2 separate regions of the Mus musculus genome follow, and region 2 is linked to region 1. Evidence: chromatin contacts called from public HiChIP or PLAC-seq data. All regions are on one chromosome and are shown on one strand. Each heading gives the region's core, a stretch centred on a gene start, on an enhancer-like site or on the middle of the called end of the contact. The rest is flanking DNA. Distances are from core to core; before and after follow the strand shown.

Evidence for each region. HiChIP or PLAC-seq counts read pairs in DNA pulled down with a chosen protein or histone mark.
Region 2: a contact with region 1 is called in an H3K4me3 HiChIP or PLAC-seq map of craniofacial prominence, with 4 times the contacts expected there. The contact joins the enhancer-like site here to the promoter of Acbd3 in region 1. A contact is called at or near these places in 6 of 39 promoter capture datasets (the 3T3-L1 cell line, 3T3-L1-derived adipocytes, the C10 cell line and 3 more), 2 of 484 Hi-C or Micro-C datasets (bone marrow-derived macrophages and embryonic stem cells), 2 of 115 datasets of contacts at active chromatin or transcription factors (craniofacial prominence and large pre-B cells) and 3 of 9 other capture datasets (adipose tissue, macrophages and pancreatic islet).

Annotation. Positions count from the first base shown.
Region 1 is chr1:180,723,498-180,730,051 of GRCm38.p6, forward strand. It overlaps Acbd3 (acyl-Coenzyme A binding domain containing 3), which reads left to right and starts at 2,546. Exons shown (of 8, transcript NM_133225.3): 1 at 2,546-2,881. The coding sequence starts at 2,605.
Region 2 is chr1:180,455,073-180,461,626 of GRCm38.p6, forward strand. The region is part of intron 1 of Stum (mechanosensory transduction mediator); the gene reads right to left. Among named protein-coding and RNA genes, the nearest start is that of Stum, 25 kb to the right of the region's middle. Within about 2 kb of position 3,414, at least 21 of the 459 cell types and tissues checked have an H3K27ac peak or open chromatin away from gene starts, as enhancers often do. A contact at or near this core is called in craniofacial prominence, where this site is marked.

The DNA of each region.
Region 1 (6,554 bases), core at 1,296-3,795:
TACAGAGCAGAAATGACACTTGCATCTCTAAGGCTGACCCTAGCATGGGTGACAGCTCACAAGACTGGGAACCTGAAGCTCACTGCATAGGCTGCAGGCAGCTCAACAGTTAAAGAGGGTCCTTCCAGGTGCAGCAGTTGGTCTAAATGTCTTCCAGGCAGGGCTGCTGGTCTGCTTATTCCAGGCAGCTGATCTGGTCTCAAAGTCTCCTTCTTAGCTCAGCTCTCTTTTGATCTGAGGTGAATTACTCTGACCAGAGGGATCTATTGAATCTGGTCAGTTTCAGAAACTTCCTGAAGCTATTTTGAGTTGTTTGCCTCCCTGCTTAAGGAGCTTCCTGTAGGACAGACTGTTTTAATCTTAAGAGGAAGCTGCTACACACCAACCAGACTTCAAAACAACCAGTGTTTTGATCTTGAGCATCTCAGCTGTAATAACTGTCAGAAACAAAGAGCTGTTAGTTATAAACCACCCAGGCTGTGGTATGTAGTTAGAGTGCAGAAGCAGCCTAAGAGAAGTGACCAGACAGATAACTACAGCAATCAATCTTGTCATGTGACCCGTGATAACAGCTTGGACAGTCTCTGTCACATAAGACAGTAAATGGCTGTGAACTTAGGGCACATCTTAAAACCTGCATAACACCAGCTAATATCATTAACCACCAGCATTAGGCCCATAGCCAGTAGATTGCTTCATTTTAAGGTAAGCCAGAAACCTGATGATATGACATTAAAATTCCAGATTTTAACAGGCTACCAAACAGTTCAGATTTAAAGTAGATACCAATTGTTCTAGTCAACTCCAGGGACACACTCTACCCTGTGAGCTCCCCTTAGGGTAAGGGCTCTTGTATATTTTAATGTTGCACATAATGGTGGTCACATTTTATTAAAAACTACCAGCCAGCAAAGCCTTTCTGATTTTTTGTTTTGTTTTGTTTTGTTTTGTTTTGTTTTGTTTTGTTTTGTTTCAAGACAGGTTCCTCTGTGCAGCCCTGCTGTTCTGGAACTCATTTTATAGATCAGGCTGGCTTTGAACTCAAAGATCTGCCTGCCTCTGCCTCCCAAGCACTGGGATTACAGGTGTGCAATCCTCCCCAACTCCTTTACATTTTGCTTTACACACTACTGTACTTTGGGAATGGAATGCCCCCCAAAGGCCATGTATTGAAGTCTTGGGTCCCATGTTGACACTATACAGAGGTGACAGAAACTTCAAGATGGGTTAGTAGGCTCTCTGGTGATGTCACAGCCTCTTGAAACACATATTAACACATAGTTTCATGACTCCAGTGTTTTCAACAAACCAAGAGGAAACAGAAGCTAGGGAACCCGCTCACAGGTGCTGAGGCAGAAGGTACCTTCCAGCAGCCTGGCCATACTATTGTGCTCTGGCACGGACTCACCTCCTGGACCATGATGCCGAGGGGTAGGACACGACTACTGTCCTTTGTATTTTCCATAGTATATGATATACAAGGTAGTCCTTAAATCATGTTGAGCTGAACTGATACTGTATGTAATTGAAGTGTGCTTTCATCCATTCATTCAGCTCAATGAAAGAGCCCTAAGCTGGAGTGCTTGCCCAGTGTATGCATGAAAATCTTACAATTTTTCACTTTTAATGAATTGGAAGACTCTGCTACGGAACCAAAAATCCCAGAATACAGCACTCGAGAACAGAGGGAGGTGGGTTTCTATGAGTTTGAGGCTAGTCTGGTCTGACCTTCATAGTGACAGGACAGCCAGGGCTATGTAGCTTACAACCATGTCTCAAAAAAAACAAAAGCAAACAGAAAGGAGAGTGCTATGTACTCTGGCTGTTTCTCCTTAACTACCTCCTACTTTCTTATACCCGACACTGCAGAGATTCTGTCTTCTGGTCCTACACTTTCGTGGCATGGATAGCTGAATTGGCCTCATGCTGTCCTTATTGCTAGTCCTGATGGCTTGCACATGTAGTCAAAGCCCTCGGGAGATTAAGGCAGGAGGACCAAGGGCAACCTGAGCTAACGAGTGAGTTCAAAGTCAGCCTGAGCTACATAGCAAAAAATAAAATAGTCAACCGTTCCCTCCCTTAGGAGAACGAACATAAATTAAGGGAGAGGACAAACACTGCAGGGGACGAAAGCCTGATTTCTACTTTAAAATGAAGACGGCAGTTGCTCTGACCGTCTGGCAGTTGCAAGAGACTCCGTAACTGGCCTGCAACTTCCCAACAGCGACTCTGCACAGATGTCTCTGCAGTTGTCCCCTGCAGGGTCGGACGCGACCAGCAGCCACCCCCAACACCGCTGCTTGGGGTTCACCTCACACACCCCCGACCAACGCGGACCGCCACGAACCCCACGGGACGTCCCGGCTCCCTGGGACGGCCACGGCGGTGGGGTGAGCCTCTCTCCGAGAGGGGCGTGAGGTCCCCAGCAAGCCGAGGGCACGGGAGGGCGTGGCCCACACGCTCGGGGGCGGGGCACCCGGCGCTTTCAAACCCCAGCCGCCTTGGCGGCGGAAGTTCCGGTGTCGGCGAGCGGAGGTGAGAGGTCAGCAGGAAGTCGATACGTGGCCGCCGCCTGTCCCCGCCGAGGAGGCGCTGCGAGCGGAGATGGCGGCGCAGCTGAACGTAGAGCAGCTCGAGGTGTCGCTCGACGGTCTCACGCTGAGCCCGGACTCGGAGGAGAGGCCCGGCGCGGAGGGGGCCCCGCCGCAGACGCCGCCGTCCTCGGCCCCGGGGAATGGACTGGGCTCCGGCGCCTCGGGGCAGCAGCGGGAGCCCGGGGAGGCGGCGGCTGAGGGCGCGGCCGAGGAGGCGCGGCGGATGGAGCAGCACTGGGGCTTTGGCCTGGAGGAGCTTTACGGCCTGGCGCTGCGCTTCTACAAAAGTGAGCGGGTCACTCGCCCCTGCGGGACTGCGGGCCGGCCATGCCTGCCCCACCCACCCGAGCTAGGCCGGGGTGACCGGAGCGCCGGTCCGTCCTTGGTGGCACCGAGAGTTTGTCACTGCCGGTCCGGCCCCTGGTCACACCCCTGAGAGACCTAGAACCCTGGTTTAGCAGCCCGTGTCGCCTAGTTGCTGGGGCGTTCCACCTGGTTTAAGTTTTCTGGTTTCCACGAGCTAGAGTGGACAGGAGCGCGCGCTCCCCGGGGCTCCTATTCTGGGATGGATTTCGCCTTTTTGTTATGTATCGGTTTTTCACGGCTCACGACAACATCGAAGCGATTTTTAAAGAGAGAAAAAAAAACTATCTTAGTGGAAGAAAATTGTATTGGGTCCCACACATCCCTTTTCTAGCCTTGTAAACCGTGAGCGTGTGTGGGACATGATCATTAGGCGATAGGGATGTGGCGAAGGATGAAGTAAAATACTAAGTTCATTTATTCCCTTTTGCCTGAGTGAGTAAGTGATGGCCACTGTGTTCTAGTAACTTCTAAGTGGCTAGGAAATTCTACCATGGAAGTGAATGATGAAGACTAAAGCGCGAAGTTCTCGTTCTCTCTCTCTCTCTCTCTCTCTCTCTCTCTCTCTCTACTGTTTCTTAAAACAAAATTGTGATGTGCGGTGATTTCCTGCCTTTTTTCTTCTCTAGTTAATACTGGAGGTAACAGTCACAAGATTTGGTCAGTGGGAAAGAGCTTGACTCATAGTCTGATTCTTAAAGGCTATTTAGGTTCTTGCGTGGGAAAACAAAGCAAGATAAGGGCAAATGAAACTTTAAAGGGGTTGCTAGGTTCCACCTGCATTCTAGAACCCCATATTTATGACAAGCTTCCCAGAGTTAGGGCTTTCGGATTGCCTAGTTCACCAGCTAAAGTTGAGTTGTTCACTGTAGTGACCCGTGTGAAGGTAGTTTTATTTTTAAATCAACTTTCATTGTGCAAACTAGGTGAGATTCTATGAAACTTTCCAGAACAATAAATGGTTACTCTAAATTCATAGTATTTTAAAGTTTACCCTTGAGCTGTTCTTTGCCATGGCTGGAGGAGTTCAGCCTTTCCTGTGTGGTAATGAGTTTAGGATCACTTTAACTCTTGAGTCGCCGATTTGATTTTAGAGTTTGTCGTAAATAAATGCGAATCCACTGGTTTCTGTACAGTTCACATAGCAGTGCTTGCCCTTAAAAGTTAATTTTTGGAACTTGCATTTTAATAACATAAGCTGCAAGAAACAGGGACAAACCAACTTTAACTCTCTCTCTCTTTTTTATTTTTTAAGAATTTTTAATTTTTGTGAGTGAGTGAGTGTGTATGTATCAGTGTCAATGTGGGTCCCCCAGGAGACCAGAAGTGTTGGATCTCCTGGGGCTGGAGTCACAGGAAGTTCTGAACTGCCTGACTTGGGTATTGAGAATTGAACTAGGGTCCTTGGGAAGAGCATTGTGCATTCTTTACCAATGAGATATGGCTCCAGAGCCAGAAAGAACCAACTTCTATTCTAATCTTTGATTTTGCTGCATGGGAAACAAAGGGAGTGGAGAGGTATTTCATCTGAGCCCATCTATTTTGAAAATAGCAGTATCTTCGTAAAGAGAAGAAAACACTGAGATGGTGTCTCACACTTAATCCCAGAACTAGGCAGGCAGAGGCAGGTGGATCTCTGTGAATTCGAGGCCAGCCAGGCCAGCACAATTCTGGGACAGCCAAAGCTACATAGCAAGAGCCTGTCTTAAAACAACAGTTAACAAAAACCTAAACAAACTGATTAACTAACTTAAAAAATTGTGTAACGGGCAGCAAATTTAGCATTGTGGGTCAGGAGCCTCATTCTAAATTATTGTTGCTATATAAATTCCTAGAAATTTAACTGCGAGAATCAAGCTCTACATAGAGAAGCTGGATTATGTAACACTGGACTCACATTTAAAATTTAATTATTTAAACAGATTATTTTAAATTGCCTTCTGAGTGGCAAGAGTCTTTGGAGAACCCATATTGATTAGTCACCTTACAGAAGGAAGTGCATCAATGGGGATAGTTTGCTCAGTTCCTAAATGCTCAAAGCTGTTCAGGCACTTTTCTGTGTGGATTATTACTTGGCAATAACAGTGAGAGGCTGCTGTAAGTATATCAGGCACTAATTCAAAGAGAGAAAAGCATATAAAAGCAGAATTAATAGAACCCGGGGTGGATCCAACAAGGCTGCTTTGTTTTTTCTGGTGTGTATGTGTGCGTTTTCTGTGTAGAAGTCACAGGACAACCTTGGGCGTGGTTCTCCTTGAGAAGGGATCTCCTTTGCTGCTTTGTACACCAGTCTAGCCATGTGCCATGAGTGGAGATTTTCTTGTCCTAGCCTCTCTTTATGTAAGAGGGCTGAGTTTAGAGATATCCACTATTTTATGTGTCTTGATTATTTTTTTAAAGGAGGTCTGAACTTATTAGGTCCTCATGCTTTTTTTTTTTTTTAAGATTTATTTATTTATTTATTTATTTAATGTATATGAGTATATTGTAGCTGTACAGATGGTTGTGAGCCTTCATGTGGTTGTTAGGAATTGCGTTTTTAGTACCTCTGCTTGCTCTGTTCATGTTCACTCTGGCCCAAAGATTTATTATTATACATAAGTACACAGTAGCTGTCGTCAGATCTCGTTATGGGTGGTTGTGAGCCACCTGTGGTTGCTGAGATTTGAACTCAGGACCTTTGAAAGAGCAGTCAGTGCTCTTAACCACTGAGCCATCTCGTCAGCCCCATCCTCGTGCTTATACAGCAAATAAATGCTGAGCCATCTTCCCCAACTCCACCCTTCTTTTTAGATTACATTTTATCTTCTGTGGACTAAATTTAATCTTGAAAGCAAGATTATTTTCTATTGATAATAGCTGGAGAAGTCAGTTAGTAGGGTGCTTGCCTATCTGGCTTTAGGACCTGGTTTCTATCAACAACACCATATAAGCAAGCTATGGTGTGGCAGGCCTGAAATTGCAATACTCAGGAGGTGAATGTGAAGTTTAAGGCCACTCTCAGCTACATAGTGCAAGAACGCTCTGGAATAGGTACATGAAATACCCCACCCGCCCACCGCCAAAAAGTGTTTTGTGTTACATACTTATAATAGTGATGATCATAAACCTGTGATGAACTACTGTATCAACAACTCTTGAGGTTTTTTTTTTTTTGCTAAAGTGAAAGTGAAATGCTTTCCTAGTGTATATAACATAGCATATATAGCTAGGCCCTGAGTTCTGCCCCAGGGGATGGGATGTGTAAATAACAGACAGGTGTCCTTTATGATGAAACTGTAAATTGGTGTTTTACTATGTAAACATCAGGAGGCTTTATACCCTTATTGTGGATAAAGGCTTAATGCTAGGATGCTGCTGTGTGAATGGTACAATCGTCTTTGTCTTCGCTCTTAAGGAGCATGGAGGCAAAAGACTTAAAGGGCCAGTTGACACCTGCAGAGCAAGTGTGGGTTGAGGAAATAGTGCCACTCCAGAAAGGACAGTGGAGAGGGCATGGGGCCTGGCATGTGTGTCTGGGAAATGGAAAACAGGAGGTAGTTTGATGAATCGATGAGAAGGTTGAATACAGGTCCTAGAAGCATTTAATGAAGTTGT
Region 2 (6,554 bases), core at 2,164-4,663, 270 kb before region 1:
CCACAGTAACACACTTCCTCCAACAAGGCCACATGTACTAATAGTGCCACTCCCTAGACCAAACATATTCAAACCACCACAAACACTCAGGGTGTGTGGCCTTCAAGGATATGCATATCTACCCAGAAGGGCATTAGCAGCAACAGTAGCAGCAGGCAGAGCTGCAGGCCTTTTCCATGGTCCTCAGTTCCTCCTCCCCATGGGGCTATGGACAGGCAGAGGGAAGACTAGCTTCATTACCCTGTCTAGTCAACACCTGTGACCAGGAGAAACAAGAGGGAAATCTGCCCTGACTTCCAAGGCAGGGTCCCTGAGCAGCTATGTTTATACCCCACACACCTGAGCAAGGCCACCTCCTTCTGTGCCACTCCAAGGTAGTGGAGGTGGGTCCTCAGCACTTGTCAGAAAGAGCTGGCTTTTTGTAAGGGGACTGAGTTGCTAGGAGAGCATTTAAGACTATTGTTTGTGAAAATAACTGAGAAAGGAACTTGATGAACTCAGTGAACATGCGTAAACCCCTGGGTTCTACCAAAAGGAAGAAAGACATTTGAAGCACATACGGCCATGATACTGAGACAAGCTGAAGATGCTAAGGCATTCTGGGAAGCCGACAAGCAGCCATGATCTCACTGTGCTCACAATAACCAGATTAAGTTGTGGTTGTTCCTGCTCCACTGGTGACAAACTGCCCTGGGGTTCCAGAGGCACCCTCAGTTTCCTTCCTGGAAGCTAAGGAAGTTTTTCATTAAGTTTGTCTAACCAGCCAGGCTTGGTGGTGCACATCTTTAATCCCTGTACTCAGGAGGCAGAGGCAGCCAGATGTCTTATGAGTTGGAGGCTGGACTAGTCTACACAGTGAGTTCCAGGACAGTAAGGCTATGTAGTGAGAGATCCTGCTTCAAACAAACAAACAAGTAAAAAAGATCATCCAGCCATTAAGTAATTCTTAGTGTGTGCCTGTTTCTGTATGCATGTGCCTGTGTGTATACATGTGTGCTTGTGTGTATATGTGTGTCCTGTGTGTAAATGCCTGTGTTTGTGTGTGTTAACATTGATAGTGTGGAACTGAGGGCCGGTGGAGAGAGCCCTCCTTGTTCGTGAGACAACCTGGTCTTATCTCCAGGCTTCCCTGTGGTCTGGAGCCCTTTCTGATGCCTGGTTTGCTTTCTGTTCTCTTATTTGCTGACATCAGTGTACCTGGCCACAGCGAGGACAGTCCCTGGCTAAAAATCAATCCCAGGAAGTGGCACTCTATCCCCTGCATGGGCTGCAAGAATGACCTGCTTGGTTTTGAACCTGGCTCTGCCACACACTACCTATGTAACCTTGGACAAGTCACATAACCTCTCCGTGTGACCTTGGACAGGTTACTCAACCATTTTGCCCTTCTTCCTGAAAATGAGAGCAATACCCTGTACCTCTTCATGTGGTTATGTGCACTAAAGGAGGCTCTGGGTGCCTAGAAGAGCAGGGGGCATCTGGAAAGCATGAAGCTATGGCTACCTAAGAAACAAGGCAAAGCCTGCTTCCACTTATAATGCAGACAGCAATGCAATACATTCAACAGGAGCTCATGAAGAAGACATTTCCAGAGCATCATCGAGGAGGCACACAGAAGGCAGCTGCCGGACTCTGCCGCCCTGTTCTCAGGTAGCCGCCAAGGGCTGCAAGGGGTGGGGGTGGGGTGCACAGCTGCAGCTCAAGGGCTACAGACATGCTGTTCTGGAAGATGCAACTGTTCTGGAGGTGGTTGGCAGTGACGGTTACACAAGTGTGAATGTGCTTAATGCAACGAAGCTGTGCACTTAAAAAATGGTTACGTTAGGACTGGAGAGATGACTCAGTCGGTAAGGGAGCTTGCTGTATATGACCAGAGCTGGGGTGGAGGAGGACAGTGGGGTGCCCAAGTTCAACCTGGGGAACACACATAAAGATGGAAGGAGAAAACTGACAATACACACACACACACACACACGCACATGCACACCACAAAATTTTTTAGAATTAGTTAAGCTGGTAAAATTTATGTTATATCCACCAACTTAGCACAACTTTTTAAAAAACACCCTGCTAGTTTAGCTTTTGAATTCCCTCCAAAGGCCCATGTGTTGAAGGTTTGGTCCCCAGCTTGTTGTTCCTGGAAGTAGTAGAACCTTTAACAAATAGGGCCCTGTGTCATCAGGGACACGCCTTCGAAGGGAATTGGGGGCAGGGGGCTGCCGTCTGTTCTCTCTTGGTTTTTCCTTCCTAACCAAGAGGTGACTACTTTTGTTCTGAAGCAGGCTCCTACCACAGTGTTGTGCCCCAGGACCAGAGCCATGGGCCAACTGACCATAGGCTGAATTTATGAACCCTAAATAAATGACCATTCTTCTGTACAAGCCAGTTTTATCTAGGATGTTTCTTATAGCAACAGGAAGCTGGCTGACCCAGGCCTTTGGATGCCCATCAACTCACTGCTCCCTGGCTACTCCAGGGAGAGGTAGGTCTTTCATAAAAGAGGTATAATCTCAATTAGACTAAATTTCTCTTGGGGTAGGGATTCATTAGTTCAACTTTTGGCACACAAGGAACAGTCCTTTCTGTAGCCGGAATAAGGGGGGGGCACCTCTATGTAAATGCCAGGGGCGCAGCCATAAAAGCATCTCCCACAGGAGGACCTAATTGAGAACTGCCTGAGAGACCAAGGATTGTTCGTGCAGAGAATGCCAGCCAATCAGGAACTGCTGTTCAGAAGAGATGCTTTCTTGGGATGAATGGAGCTCAGGTGGAGGGTATTAAAGGAGCTTGCAGCAGCACTCAGATGAGCTTGCTGCAGTTTCTCACTTGCTCCCAGAGTCTGTGTCATTGACTCTACGCCACCTCACCTCCAACCCCCCAGGGCAGGTAGGGTCAGGCGTCGAGTAGTCCAGGGCACAGGCAGCATCTTTCCTGGTGTGAGTAGCAAGCTGATTACAGAGGCCCCTGAGAAGGGTTTGCATGAACACTGCAACTGGGACTGTTAACCCACAACAGTTCTCCAAGCCTGAGAGTCCCTCCTAGTTCCTACCCCGACTATGCCCCTAATACATGCCCTCCCCTGGCCCCAGTTGTGTCTCACAAACACATGGACTCCCCCCAGCTCCTGCGGTTTCTAAGCCAGCAGCCCCACAGATCACCATCTCTCTTTCTTCTGAGACCTGGACTAAGACAGCCATCAGTCTATCTACAGAACAGCCTTATTCCTGCCCACTGAGTCCGAGGGAAGGCTCTGCCACGGACGCTGCAGAACTTGCCAGGAAGAGGCAACATAAAGGGGCTTGTAAGCCAGGCCAAGGGCTTCTCTTTCTAGCAATCCAAGCAAGCAGGGAAGGGATGGAGATAGCAGCCCCAGACAGGCACCAGCCCAGCCAGATGCCACAGCAGGCCCTGGGGAGAACTTGCTGAGATGTTTCCTATTAGGGCAAGAAGCAACAGCTGAGAGGGCGGAGCATGAATCCAGCACAATTTCCTTTAACATTTTCGGTCCTAGGGAGCCAAAGGGCTGGGACACAAGAGGCTGGGCAGAGCACACAGTCTCTGTAGAAATGACTGGTGGCTTTTTTGTTTTGTGTTGTCGTTGTTGTTTTAAATGCTATTTCTTTCTCTCCCCCCACTCCCTGCCCCCCACCCCCACCTCTTGGAAATGCCATGGCATGGGGAATCTGGTACTTTGGCCAACACCAAAAGGCTCTCTCATGTCTCCCTGGCAGGCGCTATAGAAACAAGGGCTGGCTGCCTGCCTGCCAGTCCTCTCACCCTCTCTATCCAAGCTCTTCATGGTCACTCAGCCACCCTATCCTGATCAGCTAGGAGCTGTCCAGCTTAGAGCCCCTGGGAAGTCTGGCAACTCTTGGTGGGGAGCCTGGATACTTGACGGAGCCTGCAAAGTCACCCTGCTGTTGGACAATATCTTGGCACTGTTCAGAACTGTCACTGGGCGGGAGGGTTTGTCCACACCTGCTCTATTTGCTTGTCCCCTGTGCCTTACTCCCACAGTCCGCTTCCTCACTGAGAAAGCTGACATCCACACCCTCTGGGAATCAGAAGCCCTGCCTGCCGCATCACCAGCTCAGATGCATCCTGAGGACGACGTTCAGATGTCCTGGCTCCTCAGTAGATTTCAAAGGGCTCCTGGCCAAAAGGATGCTAATCAAATAGTTCCCTGAGAAATCTGTCATTCCTACCTGTGAGCTTCAGTGTCTGTATCTATGAAGTGAGAGACTTAGACTCACTGGTCCCTTCAGCATGAGCCTTTGTGGTCATGGTCCCATCTTAGGTTCCCTGGTGTCCACCGAAGCTCAGCTTCCTAAGAATATCCTTGTAGACCCTAGATATAGTCGAGAACCTTCTACATTTTAGACACTTAATAGGTGCATATCAAAATTGTTAAATAAGTGAGTAGATTTAATGGGGTGGAGTGGGGTGGGGTGGGGATCAAGCTGAAAAAAAATTTTTTCAAAGAGCTCTCCAAGAGCTCTCATATTTTTCAAGTTCAAATGACTTTTCGGTGGCCTTGACCTGAGAAAGCCTGCGCTGTGAATTCTCTTTGTGAAGAATAACACGGGGCTTACTGAATGGCACCCTGACAAGTCCTTACAGAAGCTGAAATAGTCCTCACTCGATTCCATCTATTGTGTCTGCCTTGCTGCTCCTGTCTGTCTGTCTGTACACAACAGTGCAGGTGTGCGAGAAGCACAGGTTTCCAGGACATGGAAAGAAGAGGATGGAGACAGGAAATAGCTATAAGGGGGTAGCCTGGTGCACACAGCCACGATCTACAATGTGACACAGAAAAAAAAATCCCTCAATTGCCACTAACCTCTGCCTTGCCTGAAGCATCTCTTCCTGCTGTGAGGGCACACAGCAGGCTGGGCTTTTGCCTGGACAGAGTTGATGCACTCCCATGACAGCGACACAGCCTCAGAGCACCCTCAAGCCACTACTTCACATTACACTTGTCACTACTCCCGGGGCTGGGGCTTCGTGCTTAACACTGGCACTGAAAATTGCTTGTTGATATCACTGGGGCGTTTTGAGAAGCCAACCTAATAGATATATTTTTAAAATGTATTTTTAAACAACGCTGTTGTTCTGAGAATGACTCGACCTTAAAGGGATCTGATGGTGCAAAATGGAGCTAAGAAAATGACTGTGGGTTCCTAACTGCTCCCCTGTCTTCAGGCTAACGGGCTCAAAGGCCCTTTGAATGGGCCTCGGGGGCTGGGAAAGATGAGGCTGGAGGAGAGGCAGGCTTATTAATGTTCACAGAGAGAAGGGATATCCTGTGTGAGGGAGGGAGGGAGGGAGGAAGAGAGAGAGGGAGGGAGGAAGAGAGAGAGGGAGGGACGAAGAGAGAGAGGGAGGGAGGAAGAGAGAGAGGGAGGGAGGGAGGGACGGAGGGAGGGAGGGAGGGAGGAAGAGAGGGAAGCTCCTGTGTGTGGGAAGAATGGGGGAAAGAGGGAGGGAGGAAGGGACGGGCGGACAGATGGACAAACAGAAGAAGGAGGGCAGAGTGTGGCCAGACCTGGTGCTCTAGACTCACCCCATAGCATCTACATCTGTCTGTCCGTGGCTCTGAGTTTCCCACCTGTTGGAGGAGTTGTGCTCAGCCCCTGGCTCCTGTTCAGTACTTTCTTTTTTTATTATTATTATTTTTACATGGTGCTTGCGGGCATCCAGCATTGTCGGGTGTTCTGACACTGCCAGTGTGCTTTGGATGAGCCCTGTTGCTAAGAAACAAATCCCAGCTGCATCTTTAAACACTGCTCTAGAAAAGCACATTCCTCCCCACTCAACTCCACAGAGTCTTCTCCATGGCCCTGTTTAGTTTCTGTGAACAGCTCCTTGCCAAAGGCCACATTTTAAACCTCAAGGAAACTCCAACGAATGCTCTGTTTGCGGGAACTTGAGAAGGAGGATCTTCAAGGAGGTGGAGCAAGCAGTGTGGGCCAGCCCAGCCTGGAGCTGTGGTGAAGCCTTGCTGGGGCAGACTCTGATGGACCAGTGAGACATGGCTCCGTCTTTCCAGTGGCTTCTTGCATTTCTAAGATGGCAGACCTTACCACCCCTTGCCAAGGAGTTCTATGTTCAATTTGATTCAAACATTCACTTGCATCCTTGGTGCCTTGGAAGGCTTGGATCTTCTGGGTTGATCATAGTGAGTTCAAGGGCTCCCATGTGAATCCCCACTCACCCATGCTGTCCTGGACACAGACTTAAGCAGGAGGCACAAAGGCAAGTTGCTCTCAGAAGCAATCACCATGGGACTTCCTTTTCCCAAGTCCAAGCTTCTACTGACGCCCCCTGAAATCCTTTCCAGACTGCGGAGACCACAGCTCACTCTATTCCTGATCAGCATCTTTGAAAGTAGGAGATTTGCCTGACTTCCCAGGGGATTCTGATGTGCCTGAGGCCAGAGGTCAGCAGCGTAAGATCACACATCATCCTTATCACTCCAAATGAACTAAGTATGTGCTTCAAGCCAGGCAAGGCACCAAGCTCAGAGACACAGGCCAAGAGGACCCCTCCTGCAC